Linked DNA regions of Mus musculus: region 2 is linked to region 1. The links are chromatin contacts, called in public HiChIP or PLAC-seq maps. All regions are on one chromosome and are shown on one strand. The core of a region is the stretch at or near the end of the contact, and the rest is flanking DNA. Distances in the headings are between cores, read along the strand shown. Region 1 holds the start of 9330158H04Rik (RIKEN cDNA 9330158H04 gene). Region 2 overlaps Chrm2 (cholinergic receptor, muscarinic 2, cardiac).

The links. HiChIP or PLAC-seq counts read pairs in DNA pulled down with a chosen protein or histone mark.
Region 2: a contact with region 1 is called in an H3K27ac HiChIP or PLAC-seq map of heart atrium, with 4 times the contacts expected there. The contact joins the enhancer-like site here to the promoter of 9330158H04Rik in region 1. A contact is called at or near these places in 1 of 39 promoter capture datasets (pre-B cells), 2 of 484 Hi-C or Micro-C datasets (the HL-1 cell line and cortical neurons), 2 of 115 datasets of contacts at active chromatin or transcription factors (cardiomyocytes and heart atrium) and 1 of 9 other capture datasets (liver).

Annotation. Positions count from the first base shown.
Region 1 is chr6:36,384,974-36,390,760 of GRCm38.p6, forward strand. It overlaps 9330158H04Rik (RIKEN cDNA 9330158H04 gene), which reads right to left and starts at 3,261. Exons shown (of 6, transcript NR_015589.1): 1 at 3,183-3,261; 2 at 2,690-2,983. It overlaps Chrm2 (cholinergic receptor, muscarinic 2, cardiac), which reads left to right and starts at 3,111. Exons shown (of 3, transcript NM_203491.3): 1 at 3,111-3,393; 2 at 3,631-3,778.
Region 2 is chr6:36,518,397-36,524,183 of GRCm38.p6, forward strand. It overlaps Chrm2 (cholinergic receptor, muscarinic 2, cardiac), which reads left to right. Exons shown (of 3, transcript NM_203491.3): 3 at 4,774-5,787. The coding sequence starts at 4,814. Among named protein-coding and RNA genes, the nearest start is that of Mir490, 100 kb to the left of the region's middle. Within about 2 kb of position 3,430, at least 1 of the 459 cell types and tissues checked has an H3K27ac peak or open chromatin away from gene starts, as enhancers often do. A contact at or near this core is called in heart atrium, where this site is marked.

The DNA of each region.
Region 1 (5,787 bases), core at 2,011-4,510:
ATATGAGGTATCAAGCTGCTTCCCCCTACCCCGAGCTCCTAAGCCTCGTGCTTGCCTCTCTGTACCACTTGGAACAGTTTTATGGGTGGGAGACTGAGGGCAATAAGATCTACTCTAGTTCATTTTCCTTCCATAAGCCAAGACTTCCCCTGTATTTTTTTTCAGGTCCTTAAAAATAGAAAAAGTGGGAGGGGGCAAATGTATGGCTGCCAGACCTGGTGGGAAACCACCAGAGTTCAACTCACCCTAAATCCACTTACAATGAGAGAGTAGTGATCCGTACATATAACTACTGAAACCTCCTTCCTCTTGCACTGAAATCAACATGGTGCAGTAAAATGCGTGCCACGTCTCCAGGACTGAGAGCCAACCAGATCCCTTCTTCTTTGATTACTGGTGACCTTGTTTCTAGTCTTGCTAAAAAGTGAACTTTGCAGAAGACTCAAAGTCATGCCCTGGGGGCATTGGCTCTCCTCATCACATGCCTAAAACTAGCATTATAAGGAGGTAGGTAATGAAGTTTGGCTTCACAAGTGGAAATTACTAATTTATTAGAGTGCTTTGAGGTGGAAAATAGTCATGCAGATAAAGGGAAACCCACAGATGCATTCTACAAAGTCTTTAAAAAGCACTTTTGAAAATGTTCCACACCAAGAGTTACTAATAAATGCAAACACTATATTCCTGGGGTGAAGGAACACTCTTTTATCTCAGAAAGTGAACTTGTTTAAGAGATGAAAATAAAATGCTCAGAAAACTCACGACCATTTCCTGTACAGAAAGAAACTAGAAAGGGGAAAGACTGAGGCTCCCTGGAGTCAGTGTGATGATGGACTATGTTTAACATGCATCTCGCATCCCTCTGGTGGGTAGCGTCCTTCGTGTTTTGCCTGCAATGCTCCCTGGTAAACACTTTCAAAGAGGTCACAGGCATGAATGACCCAGGAATCTGAATCCTTAAATCTGAGCTGACAACCTGCAGCCATAGCTAAATTGCCATGTGCCCAAAACAAACAAACAAACAAACAAACAAACAAACAAATAAATCTGCTGAGAACTTTGCAGCAATTGACTCTACTGTTCTATCTAACAAATCTAAAACATATCCATTTTATAGACTAAAAAGTTGACATTCAGAGTAGTTAAATAATTTCTTCACTTCACCGACAGTGAGTGGCCAAGATACAACAAGCCTTCATGATAAAAGATAAAGTTGTTCTGGGTAATGACGTAAGAAAGTGGGCACTTTTGAGGCTTGCTTGCTGAGAGTGTCACTTCTGTTTCTAGCTCCTAGGAAAATCCTGATGGTTGTGAGCCTTTGCTGGCTATTTACTTACTTCCCAGTTTAAAATAGGTAGCTCCTTTTAGGAAGAACAGAGTCATAATGGGAAGCAAAAACAGAACCAGAGTCCAGGTTACTAAATGCTTGGGTTTTCTTTGTTGCTTGTCAGGAGCTTCTTCTTCTTTTTGTTGTTGTTCAGTTTCAGTGTGTGTGTGTGTGTGTGTGTGTGTGTGTGTGTGTGTGTGTGTGTGAGTGTGTGTGCACAACCATGCAAGCATGCACAAGTGCATTCACAAAAACCTCAGGCATGTTATGACAATGTGAATTTCTGAAGGCGTCTTAGAGATAGGAGCAGATAGAATGTTTGTGAACTTACGTTCTGTAGTACCCAACAGAGAAGGGGGGAAAATGAAAATAAGAATCAGCTGCTTACTGACTGAAACCTAGTTCTGGGGTAGATTGAGGGCGATAATGTTCAGAACTGCCTTTCTCAAACAAGACTAAAATGCCTGCGTGGGACTCAGAGGGCAACGACATACCCTTACCATCCTTTACACCAGGATGGCTTTTATCCAGCAAAATTGAATCTGTGTCAGTCCTACTTAGGCATAGCTGTAGGATTTTCATTCACCAATGAATTTATATTAGTGTATAATTTATAGTGTTGATGGTCAGCCTCTCTACAAGAGCTTCATGTGGGTATTTATTCTCAAAGATGAGAAACTCAGAAAGAAAAGGAACCGTGGTTTCATTATTCTGTGTGCTCTTTAACACCCAGCCAAGGACAGGGCAACACGAACTGAGCTGAATTCCATTGAGCATAATAAATAGCAATTTCTCTGTCTCTGCGATCAAAAAAGAGATAGGTCCTGTTCTTTGTTACTTAGTTTAAGGTTCCAATGACTCCTTCTTTAATTCTATTTGGCAATGAAAGCCTCATTCGGTAGCACATATTTATGTCATCAGATACAATATACATCATCAAGAGCAATTGTCCTCAACGACACCTTAGAATAATCACATTATGATATTATCAAATAAGTTCCATACTTTCAAACAATGGGTATAAATCTGGGAAAGAATTTCTCATTAAAATAAATGAAGGCAAAAATTAGTCCATGCTCTGAACACAGGAAGTTCACATCTTTTATTTTCCTCGATAGACAGCAAAATCCCACCTCACCAACACCTCACTAGTACACTCTCTTAACTACTACTCCCCATTAACTGATGGAACACACAGGCATCGACCTGTTTGGGAAGAAAGAAAAAAAAACAGCAAAGACAGATAAATATCTGTTTCTTTCTAATACATTAGTTAGCATCAAAGAAAGAAATAAACAATCTGAACAATTCTCCATGACTATATATTTAGTACAAAGTACATTTATTCTAACATTTCCCCACCTGGAAACACGGGGCATAAGTATCTTCTGCAATCAACAAGCCTTCTTCCCAATGTGCCCTGTCACCTTTGTAGCAACCTGGCACCTGCTGACATGGGACCTAGGGGTGGTGGTGGTGGTGATTGCAAAGGTTGTGGTGTAGAAATTGCAGACCGAGAACTGGGCTCCGGGGTCGGACATGGAGAGATGCAGAAAAGAGCTGAGAGAGAAAGCTGTCATATTTGCACCGAAGAACCGCCAAATCAGAGCGCAGAGAAGATTTCATTGGCGGAGCCCCCTTCAACGGCAACTAATCCTGTCAGAACGAAAGAAAATTGTAAATGCTCTCTCCAGAAACTGTCCGCCCATTGCAGCTAATCGAACACAAACGCACAAATAGAGGCACCACTCTCGCTCTGCTGCTACACACAGCGGGTGAGGGCGAGGAGACCAGTTCCCGGGAGCAGGCACGCGGGGGCACAGACACACTCATTCGCACACACGCACACACGCACACGCCAGCCTGCGGGCTTGGCCAGAGCCCTGAAGTCGCAGATCCCACTTGGAAATCGCCAGAGGCACTGGGAGAAGTGGAGGAGCGCAGCTCCCAGACACTAATTACTACTTCCCCGGCACTAGGGTGAAGAAATGAAGCCCGCCCAGCTCTTCTCCACACCCAGGTCTCCTTTCTGTTTCGGTGTTAACTGTCATCTTCCTGAAAGCCAGGTTTGAAAGTCTTATTTGCCTGTGTTTTGGGGGTGTGATGCTCAAGGCGGCAGACAGATGTAATTTAACTCCAGTCCGAATTGTCTAATTGGGGTCCCAGATTAGCCGAGTGATACGACCCATGTGAAATGCCCCGCAGCCTTCTCTGAGCCTTGGGGTCCGCAGTCTCCCCGCCTCCCTTGCCCCACCCGTCTAAGTGCGGTGGCGACAACTAATCTTTCGCTTTTCTCTCGCAAGATCCAGGGAGAAGGCAAGCGGGCAACCAGCTGAGGACTCCGAGCTGTGCCGCTCGCTCCCAAACCGGTCCAACCTGAGCCCGCCAAAGGCTCCTCGCTCCAGCCAGACTCCACCAGATCGCAGCCCCGGGCGACTAAGTCAGTGACAGGTAAAGACTCTGCTATACCATGGTTCTCTAATTGTCCATATCAAGGGCCCTGGTACCTCGCAGCTCCTCCCCATCACCCGACCCTGGCCGCAGAGGGTCTGGGTTTGCAAGAATTGTTTGGTGGTCCCTGACACGTGCAGGTTTTCCAATGGAAACTTTGGCATCTGGGGCTTGCTGGAGAGGACACGTACCTTGGCGGGTCTGAAAGAAGGAGGGGTTTCAAAGCTGGGGCGGGGGAAACCATTGGGATAGCTAAGTCCAGTGGAATGTGGCAAAAAGCAGCCTGTGAGCGCCGATACTCCAGTATGGCTGTCTTTGAGCTTGGCACCCCCTCACCCTCGCTACCACACTCTGGTCCTCTTCATCCCCCCGCCCCCCAACTCCAGATGCTGCCGTGGGAAAGGCAAGTAGAGCTCAGTCTCTCCTGCCGCTCACCCATCCCCCTTAAGCTCCCCTTATACCCTAGGGTCTGGGCACATTGCATTTAGGGTGGAGGCCCCTCTCGCCACCACTCCACGCTGTCCCCTGACTCCGCCTTGGGAGAGAGCCTTCTGGTGAGGACGACAGGTTTAGTGCTGTTGTTCCCGGACCTTGGCAGGGGAACAAGGTTGGGGAAGGTTTCCAGGAGGAGAGAGAAGGGAGTCCTCTGCAAGCCTATTTTCCTCCGCTGGCGCGCGCAAGGTTGATTGTCCACTGTGGCTGAGGAAAGGGACCCCAGTCCAGAGCTGATGAAGTCTCAGACGCTGCAGGAGCTTGGTCTCCCAACTCATGGTGGGTACTGGACCACTCTGCGGGTCTTAGATAGAGAATAGCGCAAATGACCTTTACTGTTGGCACCTGAGGAGCTAGGCTATCATCTCTAACTTGTGGCTCTGGGAGCGAGTGAGGTGCGGTCCAAACCTGGTTGCAGATAGAAAATACAGAAATTCCACCTGTGCGCTCCACCCTTCCATGTCCCTGGAGTGTCAGAAGCCTAGCAAGCAGGGAGACTTGCTTTGCAGAGCGCTCCAGGGTAAGAATTCACCCAAATTGACATCTGTGGGGGCAGGGGGGTACTCTGCCTCTGTTCTTCTACAATATATACATCCTCGTTTCTATCTCTGGTCCTTCTGTGCCCTTACGGCTCTCCTGGGCCTCCAAATAGTGCAAGGGAGGGTCGACCGGTCTTTCAGTCCCTTTATGTGATGCAGACTCGGGAGCTTGTGTGCAAATGTCCATGGAGAGAAGTACTCGCTGCCAAGAGCTGGGAGGAGGGCAGAGAAATGGAAGTAAACACGGAAGGCAAGTAAAATTGCTTGCTGACACATCACCCAAGCTGCCCTTTCATATTCTTGTGTCACTTCGGGGTCCCTATGAGCCTGTTCCTGCAACCCCACGCTCCAAAGCTTCCCACCACAGGAAGACCCTTGCCCCTTGCTCCAGGTCCAGAATCTCCCACTCTGACCTTATATTCATCTCTACCCTTTCCTTTCTTTCTTTCTTTCTTTCTTTCTTTCTTTCTTTCTTTCTTTCTTTCTTTCTTTCTTCTTTCTTTCTTTCTTTCTTTCTTTCTTTCTTTCTTTCTTTCTTTCTTTCTTTCTTGGTCTGGTTTTGCTTCTCTCGTTCTTTCCTTTACACTGGGTGGCAGTTGTTATATGGAAATCTTAGGATGTTCAGTCCCTCCAGCATAAGCAGCCAGCAGCACAAACACACATCTCAAAGCTCTTCCATACAAGCACTAGCGCTCCAGTGCTTGGCCACCTTTGGGCATTCCCCAAGCATCTGCAGCCTTGGTCATCTTGGCTAAGGCTTCTGCCTCAACCCGGTTGAATGGAGAGGGGAGCTGCTCGTACTCCCTGGAGAAACCTCAGGACAATCTGGCAGAATTGGAAATTTGAAGTAGAAGTGAGGTGGAGAGATTGTGCTGGGGCAGTTCAAAGGGGTGAGCATTCCTGAGGCGCTGTGTGACGCGATTTTCCCATCCCAACACTGGGTATCTTGCCCCCAGTCCAACTAGCTGCATCTTTTTT
Region 2 (5,787 bases), core at 2,180-4,679, 130 kb after region 1:
TGTGGAAGAGAACATGCCCTATTTTCTTTGGGTTTCCATCATTCTCTGCTTCCACCCCCACAGCCTGTGACACCATTTGAGGATCTGCTCCTCCCAGGGCTTCAGAAGGTATTTTGGAACAAAGAGAAACAGGGCCTTTGCTCCTCCCTGTGGCCATTCCCACTGCACCTGCAGCTGCAGTTAGATGCAGGAGCTGGTGAGGAAGGACAGAAGGATGGGCACCCACTCTGACTCACAATGTCTTGGTTCAAAGGGAAATCAGATTGAAGGGGGTTGGGGGGTGGGGAGCAGAAATGTGTTCCATGTCTGTGTGACCAAAAGTTAACAATACATAAGAGAGAAACAAACCATGTGACCATTGATTGCATCAATATCAAACTGTGTAAACAGAATGCTTCTCACAGAACAAGGGCTTTGCTCCCTAACACTTCTTGGAATAAATGTTTCCTCAGCTCTTCTTTGCCTTTTAAAAAAACAAAACAAAACAAAACAAAAAAACAAAAACAAAACAAAACAAAAACAATACTTATTTGGTCTCTAACAGTTCTGGTGGGAGAAAGTGTACTTAGCATCAGTACCAATGCTATTCATTAATTAGTGGGATTAAGTAAGTATTGCAAAGACCTAAAGCAGATTTTGGATTATCTTCTACAATTCATGTTACGAAGTAAAAGTTGCATTTTAATATCATTTAGCAGATTAACAGACAGAGTATATGTTGATAAATAACACAAAACATCGAAATGAATAAGCTTCATTTCCATTTTAATCAATGATAACACAGGTAAAAATACTGTATCTCATTCTTAAGACAAAAAAATTAACTTTTTCATATTATCACCCACTAATCCTTTGGTGGGAGAAACCTTGTCTCCATGCCATTCTGATACTTTTTCTATTGCCCTGCTAAGTCAACCTTATAATTTTTATATTTTCTACAATAGAATTTTGGGTTGAAAGTCTTATGTATACTATAACATTGTTAAGACAAAATTTTAAGCATCTTGGAACATACTATGATATTTATCCCTCATATATACTAAACATACATACATTGTACATACATTGTACTCTCCTACCCGGCTCTCAAACCCATGACCTCTCCTTCTGTAATTATTATTGTTTATCTCTCTCCTGAATGCCTTTAATGTTGCTTGTATGTTCGTGTGTTTAGGGGTGAACACATATGACTGAATCAGGGCTTCAGAAAACACATCCTCCCTCTATCAGCAGTCCACAGATTAAGTTTCCCTGACTTTCTTTTTATTCATCTAAAATGCTTGATAGTGTGCAGTTTCCATGTCAAGGTGGGACGTCATAGAAATAATGAAATTACAGATGTCAGGTAAACCTGAAGACAAATACAATACAGAGGGACCTCTCAAAGCCACTGGCCAATGTCAACTTTACAAATGGAACATCTGGAATAACACTTCTTAGGGTCATAAGAATCATAGGAAATAGCATGTAAAAATTTGTAGTGCTTAGCCTGCTCGCATGTTGATCAATTCATGTAGCACATTCTACCTGGACACAGCTTTGTAAGTGCTTCCACATACACCTCTGGAGTTCTGCTCTACCCAAGCATAAGTCCCATCTGTATTATCTAATTAGCCCTCACAGTCTACTACATATCAGAATTTTAATTTTCTCCATAACAATTAAAAAACTTGGTGTTAATATTTAGAACTCTAGTGACACTGAGTGAATGCTGTTGTGTGATACACTGGCTATGCACGTGTGTGTTTACATGTGTGTGCGTTTGTACATGCATGTTCCTGTAGGTGTACATACATATATGGACATATGCCTGTGTATGTGTGCATGTGTGTGTGTGTGTATGTGTGTGTATGTGCATGTGTGTGTGTGTATGTGTGTGTGTGTGCATGTGTGTGTGTGTATATGTGTGTGTTCCTTTGTCATGGAAACCTGAGTCTTTCACATGCTAAGAAGGCACTCTAGCACTGATGTTTCTCTGCCTCCATTTACACCCCTCCCACACACATTTTGTAAAGATCGATTTTAGAAAAATGTTTAGAACTATAAACTCCACATTTTTTCCTGTGTTGGGCTCTACACAGCTTTAATATTGATATCTCCCCCCAGAGATACAGTCCTTGTCCATACGTAATGTGCAAACTTTTGTATTAATCAAGGACCCAACTTGATATCTGAATACCAGGCTTACTCTGACAGGTCACTGGTGTTTGCACATGGTTTCAGCCAAAGGGGGTATTTTTTAGATAAAGGATGGTTATTCATTTGTAACAGAGTCTGCATAGAGTGCCACTGATTTGAATCTTAAGTAATTTTACTCTTTGATTCTGAAGAGTAATTATGCTCAAAATACACTGAATGACCTTGTGATGATTTTTTTATAACACTATTGTTGACAATTTGCTATCATTGATAGTGAGAATTTACTACTTTCACTACTTTATTCATCCCACATCTTCCCACTCATACATAGCTCTGACACACATTGATACATTCTTTTCTGTTAACTATTATGAAAGGTTAAGAGAGGTGATCAATTTACATCTGCTTTGCAGATTTAAATATTAATAGCACATGTTTCATCCGTAGCCTTTATAGACTATCACTCAGGGGCATAATATCACTTCAATCCTTGCTACAACTCTAAAAGAAAAAAAGAGAGAGTTTGAGATAAAGGAAAGTACATTTCATAGAATTTTAGCCACAAACCCAGAACTACGTAGCTAATGCATGGTGTGAGATAGACTCTCAAAGTAGTTTTAATTTGCATTTCTCTGGCTAAGGATGTTCAACACTTTCTTTCCAGATATTTAGTATCCATTTGTATTTCTTCCATGTGAACTATTGATTAGGAGATTTAGGGCCTTGAGTGTTCACATTATGTGTATGTGTGTGTGTGTGTGTGTGTGTGTGTGCGTGTGTGTGAGCTACTAGTCTGTCTAATGCATAGTTGTGGGCCTCAAGTTCTAAAACCCAGTTGAAGCCAGTGCCTCCCCCCTAACTCCACCCTTCCAATCTAGTACATACTTCTTCATAGTACATACTCAAACTTGATGAAGAAAACATAGAACGGTGTATGTTCCTCTCTGCTATGTATACAAAGAAACTAGGTGAAGACAAGTTGTTCTCATGCTTCCAAAATACTCCCAGGACCTTGATTTAAACTAAAGTGTACAATACTACATAACACATTTATCATACGAACATGAGTGCTTTGAAGTTCATCTCCATTGTGAGCATCTTCTTCATTTGTGATCTAATCGTATTTGCTTTAGTGACCCCAGAAAATTGGAGAAAAGAAGTGATGAGAAAGTGGTGGAAGCCAGCTACTATCTCATAAAAGAACAACAGCCCCCACATAATCAGCACATCCTGTTGGAAAAGAGGATGTCCCTGCTTCAAATACTTGTCCTAGCTTCTAAATGGCATGTTTCCCATTGTCACACCAGTACTGTCACAGACTAGCAGGGTATCTCTAAAAATTCCTGAGTTGCAATCGTCACTATAGTTCACATCTCATAGAGTTTTCAGTGTTCAGTCCGGATAAGGATCCCAGATTCAGTAAACTATCTGCCTTGACTGGCAACCTCTCTATATAGGACGTCATTGTGGTGCTCCTCAGGAATCTCTCATTAAGTGCAGCCCCACAAAACAAAAGGGAGGCCAAGGAAGATTATCTTAAAACAAAACAAAACAAAACAAAATAAAACAATAGAAAGGCCTTTGGTAAAGTGCTGATTTTAGCTATAAATTATTACTCACTGTCCTAGCAATAAGTTCCTTAAACTCTTATTATCTCAGCTTTCTTCTTTCTGCAAGGGTAGTGATATAATATATTACAAAGACTTTCTATAGCCCTTAATACTTACTGAGAAAATGTGTATCCAAGAGACCTAAGGCTGCATATTCTTTTATGATTTTTTATTGAAAAATAACTCATAGTATTTGTAAAGAAAAGGAAAGAAAAGAATTGTAGCCTGCCTATCCACTGACTTAAAAGTGATTCTAGATTACTTTCTGCAACTTTTTGGTCTATAGCTTCCTTTTCAGCACAATGAAAGATCTGTCAAAGAATAGTAAAACAATAGATTTAATAATGGCTTGAAACAAAGAAAACATTTAGAAAATTGTTTTCATATAATCATATCAGTCTTACCAATAGTAAATGATAGTTCTTTTATAAGGTATGGAATTTTAGAAATTGTACTGTCAAGAGAAGATGGACTACAATTGTAAAACAAAATTGAGAAAAACAAATTTACTTTGGTTGGGTGCATTGGTTAGTACTTTGTCTTTCTTATCGTTACCTTCATTAATTTTAATAAGGAAAAGGCTCAGTCTGCCATAAAGGTGTTACTGACTATAAAACTCACACATTCAATTTTGTCTTCTGTTTTCATATTTTATTTCTCCCGGATTTATTATTTCTTTCAAATCCAGAAGTTTATAGTTGTTTTTAAAAATTTTAACTATGTACTTGGTTTAGTCATTTCAACTCATAAAGATATGGTGATATAAGCAAGCAGGCAGATACACAGACACTCGTGTCTGTATATGGAGACACTCATTGTGTAATTGAATCATGAATTCATCATCAGCCATTAAGCCATTTCAATCTTCCATCTATAGTCTTTGCCTCTTGGGTGGTCAGATCTGTTACAGTATATATTCAGGACACAGAAAAGGGACTGGGAAGTTTTCCAAAAGGAAGAAAATTTATGTGTTTCAACACAATATTTATATTACATTTGTTAACTTCATTCTATTTCCCTGCAGGTTTAAATGTTTCTTTGGCCACTTGACTACTGAACACAAAATGAATAACTCAACTAACTCCTCGAACAATGGTTTGGCTATTACCAGTCCTTACAAGACATTTGAAGTGGTATTTATTGTCCTTGTGGCTGGATCCCTCAGTCTGGTGACCATCATTGGGAACATTCTAGTCATGGTTTCCATTAAAGTCAACCGCCACCTTCAGACTGTCAACAATTACTTCTTGTTCAGCCTGGCCTGTGCTGACCTCATCATAGGTGTTTTCTCCATGAACTTGTATACCCTCTACACTGTGATTGGCTACTGGCCTTTGGGACCTGTAGTGTGCGACCTTTGGCTAGCCTTGGACTATGTTGTCAGCAATGCCTCCGTTATGAATCTTCTCATCATCAGCTTTGATAGATACTTCTGTGTCACAAAACCTCTAACCTACCCAGTTAAGCGGACCACAAAAATGGCAGGCATGATGATTGCAGCTGCGTGGGTTCTTTCCTTCATCCTCTGGGCCCCAGCCATTCTCTTCTGGCAGTTCATCGTAGGGGTAAGGACTGTGGAAGACGGGGAGTGCTACATTCAGTTCTTTTCCAACGCTGCCGTCACCTTTGGCACTGCCATTGCGGCTTTCTATCTGCCTGTCATCATCATGACTGTGCTCTATTGGCACATATCCCGGGCGAGCAAGAGCAGAATAAAGAAAGAAAAGAAGGAACCAGTGGCCAACCAAGACCCGGTGTCTCCGAGTCTAGTGCAAGGAAGAATTGTAAAGCCAAACAACAACAACATGCCTGGTGGTGATGGTGGCCTGGAGCACAACAAGATCCAGAATGGCAAGGCTCCGCGGGACGGTGGGACTGAAAACTGCGTTCAGGGGGAGGAGAAAGAAAGCTCCAACGACTCCACGTCTGTCAGTGCCGTGGCCTCCAACATGAGAGATGATGAGATAACCCAGGATGAAAACACGGTTTCCACTTCCCTGGGCCACTCCAAAGATGACAACTCTAGGCAGACATGCAT